2 separate regions of the Rattus norvegicus genome follow, and region 2 is linked to region 1. The links are chromatin contacts, called in public Hi-C maps. All regions are on one chromosome and are shown on one strand. The core of a region is the stretch at or near the end of the contact, and the rest is flanking DNA. Distances in the headings are between cores, read along the strand shown.

Evidence for each region. Hi-C and Micro-C count contacts between places; a contact is called where the count stands out from the background.
Region 2: a Hi-C map of the Rat2 cell line shows a contact between it and region 1, with 2.5 times the contacts expected there. The contact joins two enhancer-like sites. A contact is called at or near these places in 3 of 12 Hi-C or Micro-C datasets (the A7r5 cell line, the Rat2 cell line and Schwann cells).

What each region holds. Positions count from the first base shown.
Region 1 is chr9:80,309,032-80,311,700 of GRCr8, reverse strand. Abca12 (ATP binding cassette subfamily A member 12) reads left to right here. Exons shown (of 53, transcript NM_001427691.1): 30 at 48-244; 31 at 1,018-1,178. Among named protein-coding and RNA genes, the nearest start is that of Abca12, 130 kb to the left of the region's middle. Within about 2 kb of position 1,355, at least 1 of the 93 cell types and tissues checked has an H3K27ac peak or open chromatin away from gene starts, as enhancers often do.
Region 2 is chr9:80,426,183-80,428,851 of GRCr8, reverse strand. The region is part of intron 2 of Abca12 (ATP binding cassette subfamily A member 12); the gene reads left to right. Among named protein-coding and RNA genes, the nearest start is that of Abca12, 18 kb to the left of the region's middle. Within about 2 kb of position 1,376, at least 3 of the 93 cell types and tissues checked have an H3K27ac peak or open chromatin away from gene starts, as enhancers often do.

The DNA of each region.
Region 1 (2,669 bases), core at 106-2,605:
TCATTGATTATGAACATAATAGGACTGCTCATTATTTATTCTTGAAGGACTTTAAAAGACACTGGACTGTACAGCCATCGCCATAAGAGAGTTGGGACGTTGTCAGGAGGGATGAAGAGGAAATTATCCATATCCATTGCCCTCATCGGTGGATCAAGGGTCGTGATTCTGGATGAACCATCCACTGGGGTTGATCCATGCTCTCGCCGAAGTATATGGGATGTCATATCCAAGAACAAAACTGGTATGTATAATTTTCATAACTTCTCCATAGGACAGTCATAACTCTACCTGTAGGGCTTCCCAAAATCAAGTTGAAGCTTTTCTGTGTATAACACCCTCTAAATATCTGAGGTGAGATCTTTTTGTCTTAAGATTTCTTGGTGAGATTTCTGGGTCAATTTGTTAATACATAGCCAGGACTACTGTGAGTTAAACTTATCGAGGCTTATTGGGAGACTAGAGGAGTCTGCCTACAGAAGCATGGAATCTAATTAGAGATACCAAATGTACACAAATGAAAATAAACTGAAAACACACGGAATAAGTGCTAACAGGATGTGATTCAGAGAAGTAATCAGACTGGAGTGGATTATTCTCTCTGGAGTGCAGAGAGGAATATTCAAAAAGTCTTTTAAATTACCATTTTTATCATAAAGGAAGGAGGGAGAGCAAGAGCGAGAACAGGGGAAAAGGGGGGAGAGGGAGAGAGAGCACACTGAAACAACAGAGGTAAAACTCTGACAAATGAGAAAAGGTAGCTGATGCCCACAGAAAATGAAGCGCATTAGCTATGAATCTTAATAAGCACTTGCTGCTAAATTACATATAAGACCCCCTCCTATATATTTAATGGCAGCCTTCTGAGTTTTCCTTTGATTGTTACAGAGGTTCACTCACCTCAATTAATGCCACTCTGTCCTCAGAAATCCCAGGATTTACTCTTGCTAATTCTGTTCTGTGGGGGCCTTGTATCCTCATTTTTCATTTGACATTGTTCTCGACTGTCTCTTTAAGCAAGAACAATCATTCTGTCGACACACCATTTGGATGAGGCTGAAGTGCTGAGTGACCGCATTGCCTTCCTGGAACAGGGTGGGCTCCGTTGTTGTGGTTCACCATTTTACCTCAAGGAAGCTTTTGGAGATGGCTACCACCTCACACTCACCAAGAAGAAGGTTTGTATGAGAAAGGGCACTGCATCGTGGGGTCATGAGTTAAGCGCTTCTATAAGGTGAAGACAGATTCTCTCCAACTTAACTCATTGCCAAGATTCATCAGTATGTAGTTCTCAAATCTCAGCAAATGGGTTGGTTAAAACCCCAGATTTCTGCTCCCTTCCTAAGGGCGTCTGATATAGTAGTTCTGCATTTGACCTCCAAATTTTCCTAAGCTTCCAGTAATTTCCCTTGTGGTGGGCACTGTACAAAATGCTGTCCTTCTATAGTTTACTGATGGACTGCCAGCATTTTGTTTGTTTGTTTGTTTGTTTCTGTACCACTTCAGCCTCTGTAGAGAAATTTAGATTCTCTGGCTTAGAGAAAGCAAAGGAAGAGCACGTAAGAGGTCATGTCTTTGCTTTGTGATGGCAAGTGTTAAACTGTGTAGTTGAAACTGTGACTCAGATGTGACTCTTCTGAATGACTCTATATCTAAGTTATCTTGGCACGATTCCCAAAATATACACAGTATTTCAGGCTTAGGGCGGGGCTCTTATGTTAGATCTCTCACCTGCTTCCACTCTTACAAGTGCCTTTTCCTATTTCCATGAATAATATTTGTATTAATTTTTGGGAAATTTGATACCTCGTAGCTTGATCACATTCACTCCCAGACTACTCCCATACTCCCTCTGTCCATCTCTCCCCTTCCTACCCATACAACTTTAGTTTAGTTTCCCCTTCTCCACACAACCCTAGTCAAGTCCAGTTTGTGTTGCTCAACTACCTTCAAGAGCAGGGACCTGCCATGACTGAGGTCAACCTGATAGTGGTCACCTTGTTAAACAAAACCGACTCTCCCTCTCCCAACAGCAAGTAGAATTTGCTCTTCCCAGACAGTGATGGGATGCTGTGCCCATCCCCCCAACCCCATGTTGCCATTGTGCCTGGCTGGATCTAGAGTAAGTCTTATGGATACTGTCCCTACCACTGTGAGTCCATATGTGCAACTGCCCTTGAAGTCATCCGTTAGTGCTGGCTCTTATGATCTTTCTGCTCCCTCTTCCTTGAAATTCCATGAGCTGTTTCACGAAGGGTATGCTATGAATATTCTACTTACGGCTGAACACGCTGTAGTTTCTTAATCTCTGCACATTGATCAAGTGACGGTATCTGTGTTAATTATCATCTGCTGCAAGATGCTTCTCAGATGAGACTTGTGGCATGTCCTGCTCTATGGGCATGGCAATAAGTCATTAGGAGTCATCTTAATAAAGCTTTCTTCCTTAATAAGCTGTCTACTTCTACCCCGTTGGTTAACTGAAAAGGCATGGCTTTTTCTCCTAATCTATACTATATTTTCTTTTAAACCCTAACAAAATTATCCTTGAGCTTCCAAAATAAAATAACCATAATTTATCATTATATTTAGAAATTCATATATTAGAGGATATTGTGGTGAATGATGTACCCAATCATTATTTTAGGCACCCAGGCTGCATCAACGAA
Region 2 (2,669 bases), core at 127-2,626, 120 kb before region 1:
TCCCACTCTCATCAATGGACCAATCATGGAAATAGAAACTAAACAGAGACACAGTTTCCTGCCTCTTAGACAGCATACACCTTGTCAAAAAAAAAAGTAGCTGATTGGTTTGCTATCAGGACCAGGAAGGAACCTGTTCATGTTATACATGAGACCCCCAGAGTCCAGGGGGATTTCTGTTTGCCAAAATTCAGTCATGTGGGCACAAGAGAAAGGTATTGGAAATTGGTTATTGGTGATTGTTCTTTGTTTTGGAGACTTGGAGCCTATATTAAATCTCTTAAATAACCTTTTCTAGATCTTCCTAAATAACACTCAAAGAAAAATATGTTCAGGATTTCAACTCAAAATTAATAGGCTATAAAACACAATTATACTATTGAAGGTAATGTTCTGGGGAGCATCTGAGACTAGTATAAAAGGAACAGCCCATTCAACCCCCATCCTCACTGATTGACAGTATAAAACATAACTCGTCAATGAAAGTTTGAGTTTAGGTATTTTTATGTTATTGTTTTAGTTGTCCTCAGTTTGGGTCTTACATTTGTTTATAATGTTAAGCAATCAAAGCTGACTAATAGCAAATAATAATAATAAATTGTTATTGATCTCATACTTTGGAGACAGGCCCTCAGGGGCATGATGACTGGATTATTCATTTCATAATTGAGAAAGCTAATCATACAGAAGCCTAAAACAAGTAAGATTTCACAGTAGTGAGTGATGATGCCTGACCTAGGTGGGTTGGCTCTAGACGGACATTAAGCTACTGAAAGTCTCTCTCTCTCTCTCTCTCTCTCTCTCTCTCTCTCTCTCTCTCGCTCGCTCGCTCTCTCGCTCTTTTCAAGATAGGGTTTCCCTGAGTAGCTCTGGCAGTCCTGGAATTCACTCTGTAGAGCAGGCTGGCCTCAAACTCACAGAGATCCATCTGCCCCTGCTTCCTAAGTGCTGGGGGGCTAAAGGCATGTGCTACCACCTCCCAGCTAATTATAATTCTTACATTTTAGTAGTTAGTGCTTGATTTTCATGTCACATCATGTATGTCAGTAAAAGAGGACTAAAGATCAAGGATTAAAAATATAAACACTTCTGTCACAAAATTAAGAAATATAAAGTCATTGAAATGGGCATCTCAGAGTCTCCCTTAATATTAATATTCAGTGTGGCATGTGCTGACTCATAGTGTATCACTGTGGTTGTAGTATCACAGAAATCACAGGATCACAGATCCTGTTTTAAAAAGGTAAAACCCTTTCTGGGCTACACTACTGGTTGGGCAATTGCATAATAAAAATGAGGCATTAGACTACACCCTTTGCTGAAACTTGGTCATGATGAGTATGACATTTGCAATTCCACAGCCACATTCTGCTCTCAGAATAGCTTGGCAGACCTGCCTGTAGGACTCTGTAAACCACTCAGGAAAAGATAATAAGTGACTCTCAAAAGACTCTAGTATTTTTGATGGCTGGGCACCTGAAGAAATCTGGACTTCTTCTTGCCATCGTCTGCCTCCTTCTCTGACTCTTTCGTGTTGCAACAAACATCTCCTGCATATTACAAATCTCTGGGAAAGGAAACCTCCCAAGCCTGGCAGGCAGGCCCTGATGCTTCATTCCAACAGAAAGGGGTCATAGCACTAACTTTGAAGTTGATCCAAACTCTTGCAATCTCCACATGAGGAAACTTGTCAAGAGATAAACTTCAAAGTGCGAATGCCACAATTAAGGGTAAATGAACTTCTCCAGCACACACTCAGACTAAGCTGAGCTATAGTGTATCATGTAGTTTTCTTATTTTCTTATAAATATACCCAAAATGTCCAGGGCAGCTGACTGCTATGGGGCTGTTTGTTAAGACCAATAGAATCCGGTCTTACTGAGACCAGAGATACCAAAGAATGCAGTTCTGACTAACTAGCCATCATGCATTCTTGTGTGTGGTTTTAATAAGTATTTTCAAGTAATTGGAAATATTGCTAAAAGCATGGTGAAAAATATATTATACAAATATTATCACATATGGAATTAAATCCCAAATATATTAAAGCTAACATTTCCTCGTATACCTTCTTCCTTAGAGCAAATTCATATTCCACAGGTTAGAATTGATAGGAGCTGGTGCTAGCAGGGATTAATTGAACTATACTAGTCTACGCTATCATAAAGTTATACTAAATTCTGTACATCCAGATGTGACTTCACAGTTTGGGTGAATGCAGGCTCCGCTAGCCTTTCTGGCATGTGTTTTGACCACCAAAGCATACCTTTCGTATTTACAGACAGGTGAAAAGAACAGAAAACGTTTACTAGATACTGCTATGCAGTAGACACTACACTGAGTCCTGTGCTCATTCGATCTCAGTTAACTCATCACCTCTTTGAGCTATTTTGAAAGTTAAAAATTCAGAAGCATGCAAATGTTAAGAACTCACCGATGCCCACACGTACAAGCCTGGATTTTACCTAGTTTCCACCTACACATCACACATTTATCCAGCTGGTAGGTGCCAACCATCAAGAACCTGAGGTTTGCTTTAGTCTTTGATTTCTTCTGCCCACCATCTATCAGTATGTCCATAGATTGACAAATGACTTCAATTGGTTTTTCTACCTATCAGCAAGTCTTGGGAGCAATGGAGCGGTTGGGTGGGGGAGCACCCTCTTAGA